Linked DNA regions of Salmo salar: region 1 is linked to region 2. A link is a contact called in public Hi-C data. All regions are on one chromosome and are shown on one strand. The core of a region is the stretch at or near the end of the contact, and the rest is flanking DNA. Distances in the headings are between cores, read along the strand shown. Region 1 holds the start of LOC106570364 (small integral membrane protein 13). Region 2 holds the start of LOC106570362 (transmembrane protein 170B).

Evidence for each region. Hi-C and Micro-C count contacts between places; a contact is called where the count stands out from the background.
Region 1: a contact with region 2 is called in a Hi-C map of gill, with 3 times the contacts expected there. The contact joins the promoter of LOC106570364 here to the promoter of LOC106570362 in region 2. A contact is called at or near these places in 2 of 3 Hi-C or Micro-C datasets (gill and muscle).

The regions. Positions count from the first base shown.
Region 1 is chrssa14:78,938,740-78,945,713 of Ssal_v3.1, forward strand. LOC106570364 (small integral membrane protein 13) reads right to left here and starts at 3,716. Exons shown (of 2, transcript XM_014142592.2): 1 at 3,158-3,716; 2 at 623-1,640. The coding sequence starts at 3,233. The coding sequence ends at 1,462.
Region 2 is chrssa14:78,799,402-78,805,553 of Ssal_v3.1, forward strand. LOC106570362 (transmembrane protein 170B) reads right to left here and starts at 3,337. Exons shown (of 3, transcript XM_014142589.2): 1 at 2,922-3,337. The coding sequence starts at 3,093.

The sequences.
Region 1 (6,974 bases), core at 2,466-4,965, 140 kb after region 2:
CTGTACATACGGAGCCTGGATATCATCTTTGTTGTGTTATTGTAACCCCACCATTCCATAACAACCGTTATACAGTGCATTCGGAAAGTACTCAGACCACTTGACTTAATATTTTGTTACAGCCTTATTCTAAAATGGATTAAATACATTTTTCTCTCATCACTCTACACACAATACCCCATAATGACAAAGAAAAACTGTTTTTTAGACATTTTTGCAGATTGATGAAATAGAAAAAACAGAAGTACCTTATTTACATAAGTATTCAGACCCTTCACTATGAGACTCGAAATTGAGCTCAGGTGCATCCTGTTTCCATTGATTATCCTTGAGATGTTTCTACAACTTGGGAGTCCACCTGTGGAAAATTCAATTGATTGGACATGATTCGGAAAGGCACACACCTGTCTATATAAGGCCCCACAGTTGACAGTGCATGTCTGAGCAAAAACTAAGCCATGAGGTCAAAGGAATCTTCCGTAGAGCTCCGTGACAGGATTGTATCGAGGCACAGATCTGGAGATCTGTGTTTCCCCTTGATGAGGGTAAAAAAAAAAATGTATAGCAATTTTAGAATAAGGCTGTAACGTAACAAAATGTGGAAAAAGTCAAGGGGTTTGAATACTTTCTGAATGCACTGTATATGTATTAATTTCTGACCAACAATAAAATAACCACAAAAATAAACATTCCTTTCATTGCACTTTGGTTACAAATAAAGTGAAATGAACACGACGAGGAACTTTGTCAGTTATACAAATTGTTTCATTCCGTTTTTTTTCTTCTAGCAGTTGTTTGCTTCTGAAAGCAAATGCTAACAAATGAGCCTGTTTTATACAACAGTTTGTCTAGATTTGTCAGTATATAGGCTTTGCTACAAAAACATGTATGTTCAAATAAACAAACTCTCAAAATGCACACATACACAGTCATGACAGAGAATTCACTTGTGTGATCATGGAGAAACAGATTCCCTGTGCAGGTGTTAGCAGCGATTCCCTGTGCAGGTGTTAGCAGCATGACAGCCAGTGGGAGCTGACCATATTGCAGTGTCAGCCAGTCAGAGCTGACCATGTTGCAGTGTCAGTTAAGGCCAGGTGAAGAGACTGGACGTGCTGCTCAGTACATATACTGTGAACAGCTAAAATACATATTTGAAATGTGAAAAAGTTGTACACAGAACGTCCCATGATTTGATGGCTTGTGCCTTTATAACATCAGCAGCTATGCGTAGTCTAGTAAGAGTGTCCAGGAGAGAAAAGTAGAGTATCAAGTGTCTACGACGAGGACGTCGTAAGGTAGTGGAAAGGGGAGTAGTATGCATGGACATTGGAATAGTATGACATTCGACATCATGCCATTTAGTAAGGGGTTTCATTTTGTCCACCACGGTTTCCTAGAGGGACGAGGGTTGGTGAATAGGGGGACAGGGTGAGACTGATAGCGGATGGGTGTGGTCATCTATGTAGTGCTTTCAGGAGGAATGACCCTCTGACGCCTCTGGCGTTGGGTTGGAGGAGAGGTACGCTTGCTCTTTGATTCGGACGGCTGGGTCTCTGTCTGTGGAGATCCGGTGTCGCCCAACATCTCACGCAGGAACTTGAACTTGGACAGGAAGAGCTGCCAGACAACATACCAACCTGAGGTGCCAAAAAGAACAAAAGTCCTCAATAGAAAGTGAACAGTGACCGTATATGAATCAAACAATTCATTTGTTGTAATTTATTTTTATATACACACTGAACAACAATAAACACAACATGTAAAAAAAGTGTTGGTCCCATGTTTCATGAGCCGAAATAGATAATCCCACAAATGATCCATATGCACAAAAAGCTTCTCAAATTGTGTGCACTAATTTGTTTACGGCACTGTTAGTGAGCATTTCTCCTATGCCAAGATAATCCATCCACCTGACAGGTGTGGCATATCAAGAAGCTGATTAAACAGCAGGATCATTACACAGGTGCACCTTGTGCTGGGGACAATAAAACACCACTAAAATGTTTAGTCCTGTCACACACCACAATGCCACAGATGTCTCAAGTTGATGGAGCGTGCAATTGGCTTGCTGTCTGCAGGAATGTCCACCAGTGCTGTTGCCAGATAATTTAATTTCTCTACCATAAGCCGCCTCCAACATCATTTGAGAGTTTGACAGTACGTCCAACCGGCCTCACAACCGCAGACCACGTGTTACCACACCAGCCCAGAACCTCCACATCCGGCTTCTTCACCTGCAGGATCGTCTTAGACCAGCGACCCGGACATATGATGAAACTGTGGGTTGGCACAACCGAAGGAGATGTGTCCCGCTGCATGAAGTAAATGGTGGTCACACCAGATACTGACTATTTTTCTTTCTTTTTTTAAAGGTATTTGTGACCAACAGATGCATATCTGTATTCCCAGGCATGTGAAATCTATAGATTATGGCATAATTCATGTATTTCATTAACTGGATTTCTTTATATGAACTGTAATTCAGTAAAATCTTAAATTGTTGCATGTTGCATTTATATTTTTGTTCAGTGTAAAAACACAAGATAAAGTCCAAAACTTAACATCAAGTAAGTCATTGTTTTCCACACACAGGTATGTATAAATTAATGTAATTGGGCCTCAACAATTGATCATCACACTTTGGGATTATTATAGACAGATAGGGTTATTATTATAGGTCAAATTAGTGCCATTGCCATGCTACGCTCCTTCAGTCTCCTCCCCTTTATAGAGGGGACTGCCTGACTGGATGATGTTGCAAGACAATCCTGCTGAACACTGGTCAAGCACAAAAAAGAGACTCAACTGATATGTATCAATTATTTAAACTGATCCAATGAATAATAGCTATGGGGGACAAACTTCTAACATGATGTATTGAGGGCTTGAGAGATTATTCTTTGTATAGACAACTTTGATCTACCTACTCAACATTTTGAGAAGGAAAAAGGTCAAGACTGCTCACTAAAGAAAGATGGATGGCATGTAGCTGGATATGCAACACCATGGCAAGCACTAAGTATAATCATGGCTGAATGCTAGCTAGCTTACTGTACCTAACCGCTAATACGTTTCACAGCTGTGTCCGAGTAGTCATATTTCACATTACATTCAAGAAAACGGAAAATTTAAGGCAAAATATTATGTTACTTACCAAACACCATGAAGAGCAACGCGCACACAAGGGTGGCCACAATAACCAGCACAGTTAGACCAACGCTTTGCCACATGTTTGTCTTCTTGTCAGGGCTAACTAGCCAGCTAGCTTCTAGTTAGCTAACGCGTTACAAAGTCAAAGTTGTTGACAGCTACGTTAACTCCCCAATTCGCTTTACCGTTCAGTCCATTAACTCATTCACCAGACTGACAGTTTACAACTGTTGTTTGCCACAGAAATAACGTTACAACATAATTCCTTGCTTCAACATGGGTGGAGGATACCTAACTAGCTAGTGCGGCGAAGGAAAAGAAACCCTTCGTTGCTGAGTGATGCGGTCTCGCCGCCTGCAAAAATGTCAACGTCGGTTTACAGTGCCAAAATCATGGACGGATAAAGTACCGTTCATATCTAGCTGCATTATTGCAACCTGAACGATTACATTTGGGGAAGAAAAGCAGATATTACAAAATCGGTGTGAGCATGCGCAGTAGGCTCAAGATACGCGTTGCATTTTGGGTACTGTATTCAATAGAGTTCGCTAGCTTTCAGTTCTAAAACCCGGAAATGATTTACCTCTGGTTCGTTCAGCCGTTCCTATGTGAAAATTAATGGGGAAAGAATAGGGTTTTGGGATAAACGCCGAAAATAAGGTCTGAGGTTAACACAGGCTTAGGAGATCTTATACGATTTGTTCTATGAGATAATATCAAGCATGACATTTATAAATGATAAATGTTATTTAACTAGGCAAGTCAGTTAAGAACAGATTCTTATTTACAATGACAGCCTAGGAACAGTGGGTTAACTACCTTGTTCAGGGGGAAAACAACAGATTTTTACCTTGTCAGCTCGGGGATTCGATCTAGCAACCTTTCGGTTACTGACCCAACGCTAGGCTACCTGCCGACCCTACATAAATGCATCAGAATTTACTAAAAGGGACGTTAGCTGATGAAGATGATCTCATAGGACAAAACGTATACGATCTCCTAAACCTGTGTGTACCACAGACTTTATTTTTGGCCATTATACAAAAACACCATTAATCTCCACAGGCTTTGTCTAGCAAACCATGGCTACTAAAGTACATTTTCTTGTAGCATAGTATGTATATATGAATTATGAAAGCATCTTAATAATAGTGTATATGTATGTTAAACTTTTGCATGTGCATCTTTTTATAACCAAGTTGATGGAGCATGCAATTGGCTTGCTGTCTGCAGGAATGTCCACCAGTGCTGTTGCCAGATAATTTAATTTCTCTACCATAAGCCGCCTCCAATGTCATTTGAGAGTTATTTCTTCCAATCTAGTTAGACCTAGATCCCCCAAAACGTGACATATTTAGAGTAATTCACACAACTGGAGTTCAATTTGACAAGTCAGATCCACAACAACAAGTATCTGGATCCATTCTTCTGACATCTTCAACCAAGCTGGTGAAAGCTTTCACTACCATTCTGTGTTCAGGACACGTCTCTTTTCACAGCTACCAGTCAAATTCAAGGGGAAGGTCTTTCATCTTCTCCGTGTAGATCTTGTCAAACATCTCACTCTGGGCCACTGTGAACATAGTCTTCCAGTCCCCCACCTTCCCTGATTAGAGACATAACAGACAGTATGGTATCACTTTATAGGCCTTTTCACACTGCATTGGTCTTAGCCCCAGGCTAGACTGGCCCTGGGCTAGCTTAGCCTGCGTTCGCACAAGCATTTATTAAGCCTGGACTAAGCTTTAGCCCTGGCTAAGGATTTAAGCTTGTATTCCAAAACCCTGAGCTAACGGACAAACAACATGCTACCAACATTCTTTCTCTGACACGTGACCAATGTTATAAGCAATAAGACATTTATTAGCACATTATTTGCTCTTGCTTTTAGCCTAGCATTTAGTTTCCAACAGTGATGGTTTGTTTGTATAAACCTTGCTGTCTGCCTATCTGACCTCGGAAACAATCAATATGTTTCACTTTTGAAATTCGATCTGGCCCGCTATTTTTTCGATCTGGCCCGCTATGCACGTTATTTGGGTTTTTGTCCTCAGGATGAAATAGTACCAATTTCCTTATCAAAATAGCGTGCAGAACACATTACAGGCATCACGAGCATATGTAAATTAAGTAACAGTGCAGATTTTGTAATTGGACAGTGAGCATTCTAGACGTAGAACAATCCAGTTTCACTGGATATTTTGGCACCGTGTTTCTGGGGCTAGCCCCAAAAAGTTGGTATTAGCCCAGGGCTAAGGTTGGTGCTATCCCACTTTAGAATGTGCAACACTTGCTTAGCCCCGGGCTAAAATCTCCCTTAGCCCAGGGCTTAGAGGCTCTTAGCCCTGGGATAAGGTGCAGTGTGAATGCACAGTATTTGGATAGTCCCAAATAGATTATTTGTATGTTCAGTAGTCAACTAACTGTCAACAACATTTCAACTAACTATCGACTAGTATTTTTATATTTTCTTTGGTTAATTTTTTTACCATTAATTGAAATTAACTTAATGATTAACCCAAGCATGAGCATTATTAATATACCATACCTTTTCAAATCAAGGATCCACTTTGTTTAAAAAATGCAGGATGCTGTATATCATTTTTAGCCTGTGGGTTTTCTTTCATGTTACTGAAGGAGGATTTGTCCACTATTGTGTCAATGGTTCAGTCATCCAGGTTTTTACCCAAGAAGTTTGTTATCCTGACAACTGCACCTCGTGTGTCCTGAAAGCAATTGTTGTTGTGTTGTTGTTTGATTAGTCTTGCCAATATGCAATCCACTGTTTTGTGATCTTATCATTATGGAAATTAATTTACCTTGACCATATCCTCATATGTCATTGAAAGGGTATCACATTCATCTTTCTGAGCATACCAATCAGCAACATGGTCAAACCAAGAGCCCCCGAGAACTAAGAAATACATATATTTAGGTTATTTCACAATGACACACTTATCATGTGCATTGAAGAGGCTATAGATGTGTTTGATAAATCAATTAAAACAATTGCATGCATTTCATTAAGCCCAGCAGTAATCACAAAGTGTTTTACAGTTACTTGACTTAGACCCCAAAGAGCAAGCAAAGCAGATGTGAAAGCACAGTGGCCAGGAAAAATTTAGATTTTCATGACTCATTTTGAGGAAACAGTTTCTCTATTAGTGCATTGTCTTATGTCAGATAGCACAACTATTCCTCCTGCACTGATTGAGGGACGAGCATTGCGAAGGAGTGACAACATAAAGTAAGACAATGCACTAATAGAGAAACTGTTTCCTCAAAATGAGTCATGAATTTATTAAACCCCTGCTTCTTTCCACAACAGCAGTTTGGTGAATTTCCTCATTCTCAAAATAACCATTATATTTTCCCATCAGTAATAATAGCAGTGAATAGCACGTATGAACAGCTCACAGCACAGTGAGTCACAAGAGAAGTATTGCAGTAGAAAGACTTACAACTCCCCTAAAGATGAAGGCTTATCAGTACCACTACCAAAACTGTGACAAATGAAATAACTTTCCTACATATTTTCCATTGTCAATTCATGTTTCATCTGTAAAGGTTTGTCTAAAACATTATAAACATTTGGGGAGATAAACTATCACAGACTAATTAATAACATTTCATTCTGATACTCCACATCAGATTCCATCTGTTTAGGCTGTTTTGTTTCTTTCATCACCACTTCATGTCTCGGTGTTGCTACTTCCTGTCTCTGTGTTGCTATTGGGTCACACTCTGCATGATCTAACCCATCTCACGTCTTGATACGAAAACTGCAATTATTAATTGCCTGTATTCACACCACAACTCCA
Region 2 (6,152 bases), core at 2,087-4,586:
AGAGATACAGAGGTAGAGAGAGAGAGAGAGAGGTAGAGAAAGAGAGTGAAATATAGAGTTATGGAAAGAGAGACAGAAGGAGAGAGAGAGAGAGAGATGGATGGATAGAGAGGAGCAAGCCGGGCCAGACTTGGGCCAGAGAGGCACGCCACCGCCAGCCAACTCCATTAGGATTCCACACAGGCCCCGGGATGGCGCTAGATGAGCAGCTGCCGCCCAACACTAAGCCTGGCTGGATTTGTGGTGCATAGGGGCACACCACACAGCTCTGCTCTGTCACACCACTGGAACATAGATAGCTCAGTGGCACCATTCTCTGCATGGCACCGCTTATACTGTGTGTGTGTGTGTGTGTGTGTGTGTGTGTGTGTGTGTGTGTGTGTGTGTGTGTGTGTGTGTGTGTGTGTGTGTGTGTGTGTGAGGGGTTGGGGGGGATGGAGTTGAGGTCGTCTGTACTCTGGATTGTAGTACAGGTGCTGTGTCATCTTCAGGCATGCAACCCCACCCTCAACTCAACCCCTCAGTCAGAAGACTGTAGTATTATTAATGTTTGTTATGCTGCTAATCCCCTAACACGAACCTGGGGGCCTCCGTCAGCAGCTTTCACAACACACGGTGGGGGCCAGCTGGCCTCGCATGCTAACACAAAACATGAAAGAGAAAAGCATTATGTTCCCATTCCACTGCAAAGCGGTCAAACGTTTGACCCATAGAGCCTACAAAGGCACTGCCAGGCATTGGGTGTATCCCAAATGGCACCATATTTAGTGAACTACTTTTGACCAGGGTCCTTCTTTTGACCATGGCCCATACTTCTGGATAGTAATGTCATAGTCACTGCTCCAGTCTAGTCAGGTATTTGAGAAGAGATTGTTCCCTATGACAGAGAACAGCAACGATACAGTACTGTGAAAAACACCTGAAAGTGTCATTGAGTACTGTAATAACATGTAATGAGATGCTAATAGGATGGAATAACATGGCAATAACACGTGACAGAAGTGTGAACAATTCAAGAGAAGAAAGCATGAAAAGACTGATGGTGCCACCACTAATCAGCAGTAATCCATCTGAGCACATCAATAATCACATTGTACAAAGACAATGGCAAATCTCTTTGCTGGGTGCATGCAATCTTATTACGTCATCCTGTCGATTTTAAACTGAAAAACAGAGGCATGTTTCTGTTCTTGACTGAGAATAGAGAAGGAAATGAGAAGTGAAACTGCTGGTATGGATGTTCACAGGAAATGCCATTTGTTAAAGTACTCTGCCAGAGGAGTCTGTGAGTGACACTGTAAAAGTATAAAGGAGTTGTCTGTCATAACTTGTAGAGTTTATGGCCACTGTGTGAGTCTACATAGAACTTGCTTAGGGCATCTAACTTAATTGTAGCGTGTTTTTCATGACTGGTTTTGAGGATCGTATGGCAGTCCTGCTGCCAGACACTGGATGGCACTCATTGGTTTACTCTTGTCTCACCACCACAGCAACTTTACTTCTGCAATACTTGTGCATGTGAGTCACTTCCCTGCTGAGTCAGCATGATTAATCATGGTTAAGTCCCAAATAGGGTTCCATTTGGGACGCATTCCATGTCTTGTTTTTCTTCATGTTTCTCAGCCCAGGATGTCCGCTTGGGCTTGCTCTCATAACATCTACATGCCAGCTATGATGCCCGTATACAGTGTGTCCATCCTTCTCTTTGCAAGGCAAAAAGGAATTCCAGTCAAGAGAGGTCTTGAAATATCTTGTTATTATGACATTGTAATGTCAGTTGTTCCACCGCCCAATTCATTCTTAGGTTATTGTATTCTTAGGTTATTGTATTCTTAGGTTATTGTATTCTCTTACCACTTTACCATTTTCACGTATTCAAAATGAATACCACAAGTACAATGACCAATGTACTAGCATGCTGATATCATATCTCATTTTGTAAATAAATAAAAACTTGTAAAAGCCTTTTGAGAGAGGGGGGATAGGATAGAGAGAGAGAGAGAGAGACAGAGACAGAGAGAGACAGAGACAGAGAGAGAGAGAGACAGAGAGAGAGAGAGAGACAGAGAGACAGAGAGAGAGAGAGAGAGTCCTAATTGTAAAGACTGGTTAGTCAGGTGTTTAATCATCTTCTGTGACAGTCACTCATGACTGTTTACATCTCAACAAATACTTACAGTAATTTACAAGTTACCCACTGCTGTGCAGAATAGTCACAGTAGTCTACAATACAGCATCTAGGCCTCCTTTTACACACACACATACACACACTGTAAATGTAAGGCGTGGATGGATGTGCCATATCTCCCTAGAACACCCCAGACAGCCTATCCAGGAGTTGGAGAGGATGACACTAATTACCTGTGATTACTGGACCTCAAGACAAAGGAAAGAGGGCTGTGTGGCTGCAACAGAGATGACAACACTACATTTCACAGTGCCAAGTGCATTCACGCAGCATAAAGATGCATTAACCGGTAGAAAATACTTGTTATTCATTCGATGACTGAGTTAAATTATATTTGTGTTTATAATTTAATTGCCGTAACACATTGGCCGTTGTTATTCAAGTGACACCAAGGCATTGAGAGGCGAATGCCTCTTAAAAAGTAAGGTACCGGTAGGCTACAGTATGGAGACCGACAGAAGAAACACCTCGGGGCAGTTACCGGTGCCCGGTTGATATTTCATACCGTGTATACTCTCCCTTTAAAAATGGACGCGCACAGCTGCCCATGTCACCCCATTCTATCCAACAGTACAGTAAATTAATAGAAAACGGCCAGCCCTGTGTGTATCCTACAACACCGGTAATTGGGTGAACTGAGCCAGATCCCACACACAGCGGTTGAAACGCTGCCAAGTGCACGACATGTGTTTACACTGTACAGTAATAATGTGACATACAGTACATAGCCTACCTGTGAAATGTTGCAGCGTCGTGCCTTGCACCCAAAGGCTCAGCACTTGCTGCACCGATAGATTGATAGAATAATCCCTATTCGTGTTCATGTTTCTGCCGCCGGCGCTGCCGCCGCCCGGGTTTGCATCCCTCTTTGTCAAATGGCTGTAAGTGGCTTTTGACGAAGACATCGAGGAGACAGGGGTGGCATGAGCTCGGAGGCTTGATCCCCCGGCGCGCACCCCTCTACCGGTGCCTCTGTTTCGGCTTAACGTTGTTGGTCTCCGCGCGGGGAAGGAAAGGGCCAACAGCTCGTCTGCTCGTGCTCATTCTCGGTTGCAGCGGCGGTTGTTTGGAGGCCATGATGAGGATGGCAGCGCACACAGAGGAGTCGTCCTACATCAGCCCTTCTCTCTACATAACCCTTAAAGGGGCCGTCACCAGTTAAAGGGGAGTATACAGTGAAAGCGTACTGTTATGATATTGTAGCAGCTTATGAATGGGGAACAAAAGATGAGTAATTAGTACAGTAGCGTTTACGCTGAAAACGTGCGTAATCATTTGGCCCATGCGGGTGTAAGTGAGCGGTAAAATTGTGAAAATCAGTGATGGATGTTGTAGGCTAGTAGAAGTCTGCATTTAACTAAGGAGTTAGCTGACAAATCTTTTGATTTTCAATGAAAAGACAGTTTTGTTACACTCTACTACAAGAATGATGCGTTTGTGTATTGCAGGGCGTTGTCCATGACGTCGTATTGATGCAGGTACTGTCCATGGTGCTGATTCGCTCCCCGAAGCGTCAATCTTAAATCGCCTGATAAAGGTGGAGTAGCATAGCATAATATAAATAAGAGGCATCATATTCAGCAGACCATATATTCTGTATTACTATAAAATGAGTAAATATTAAGGTCCTCATTCGGGAAATATATCAGAGATGTATCAGCTAACATTCCAGACACAAAGATTTTGCTATGAAAGTGGATGAAAAATCTGAAAGCTACTTTTTATTTGTCCATTTATCAGGAACCATGCACAGCATAATAAAGAGCCTTTTGCACCAGAGCTAGCAACATAACTTATCTCCATTATGGTCCCTTCAACAAATAGATATTAGAATTTAGATCATCACTTTGCAGGTTTTACATTTCACATCAAGTTAGTGGGGAGACTTGTTACAGTAGGTCGAATGACTATTGTTAATTAGCATGAATAGACTTTGAATAGATTTATAAATGTGAATTCCAGCATTGCTACAAAATGTACAGTACCAGTTAAAAGTTTGGACACACCTACTCATTCAAGGGTTCTTCTATATTTTTACTATTTTCTACAATGTAGAATAATGGTGAAGACATTAAAACTATGAAATAACACATTTATTTTAGCTTTATTTAACTAGGCAAGTCAGTTAAGAACAAAGTCTTATTTACAATGACAGCTTACCCCAGACGACGCTGGGACAATCGTGCACCACCCTATGGGACTCCCAATCACGGCCGGATGTGATGCAGCAACCACAAAAGTGTTAAACAAATCAAATATATTTTAGATTTTAGAATCTTCAAAGTAGCCACCCTTTGCCTTGATGACAGCTTTTCACACCTGGCATTCTCTCAACCAACTTCATGAGCTAGTCACCTGGAATGCATTTCAATTAACAGGTGTAACTTGTTAAAAGTTAAATAGTGGAATTTTTTTCCTTCTTAATGCGTTTGAGCCAATCACTTGTGTTGTGACACGGTAGGGGTGGTATACAGAAGATAACCCTATTTGGTAAAAAACCAAGTCCATATTATGGCAAGAACAGCTCAAATAAGCAAAGAGAAACGACAGTCCATCATTACTTTAAGACATGAAGGTCAGTCAATCCGGGAAAATGTAAAGAACTTTGAAAGTTTCTTCAAGTGCAGTCGCAAAAACCATCAAGCGCTATGATGAAACTGGCTCTCATGAGGACCGCCACAAGAAATCAAGACCCAGAGTTACCTCTGCTGCAGAGGATAAGTTCATTAGAGTTACCAGCCTCAGAAATTGCATCCCAAATAAATGCTTCACAGAGTTCAAGTAACAGACACATCTCAACATCAACTGTTCAGAGGAGACTGAGTGAATCAGGCCTTCATGTTCGAATTGCTGCAAAGAAACCACTACTAAAGGACAACAATAAGAAGAAGAGACTTGCTTGGGCCAAGAAACATGAGCAATGGACATTAGACTGGTGGAAATCTGTCCTTTGGGCTGATGAGTCCAAATGTGAGATTTTTGGTTCCTACCGCCGTGTTTTTGTGAGACGCAGAGTAGGTGAATGGATGATCTCTGCATGTGTGGTTCCCACTGTGAAGCATGGAAGAGGAGGAGTGATGGTGTGGGGGTGCTTTGCTGGTGACACCACAGCATTCTGCAGTGATACGCCATCCCATCTGGTTTCTGCTTAGTGGGACTATCATTTGAACAGGAAAATGACCCAACACCCCTCCAGGCTGTGTAGGGGCTAATTGCCCGAGAAGGAGAGTGATGGAGTGCTGCATCAGATGACCTGGCCTCCATAATCACCCAACCTCAAACCGATTGAGTGGGTTGGGATGAGTTGGACCGCAGAGTGAAGGAAAAGTATCCAACAAGTGCTCAGCATATGTGGAAACTCCTTCAAGGCTGTTAGAAAAGCATTCCAAGTGAAGCTGGTTGAGAGAATGCCAAGGGTGTGCAAAGCTGTCATCATGGCAAAGGGTGACTACTGTGAAGAATCTAAAATATTAAATATATTTTGATTTGTTTAACACTTTTTTGGTTACTACATGATTCCATGTGTTCTATTTCATCATTTTGATGTCTTCACTATTATTCTACAATGTAGAAAATAGTAAAAATATAGAAAATCCCTTGAATGAGTAGGTGTGTCAAACTTTTGACTGGTACTGTATAAGCATTATTAAGATTGTAAGGCTTCTTAATATATATAACACTGGGGTTTTGCAAATGGCTTTTTCTATGTTTTGCAAATGGCTCTACAGTTGTTACTACATGAGTGCAAAAATGGTTACATTTCTGTGTGAGAGTGGAGTCTGTAAGGATAAACTTCTATAGAACTAGGCCAATAAGACAGTCTAACTTTAATTTGCATGATTTAGATTCAATACATTAAACACTGCAAAAACAAAATTTAAGTACAATGTGAAGCTATCACTTACACGGTTTCAATTTCATAGTCATTGTGAGACTGATTTCATAGTCGTTGTGAGAGAGAGGA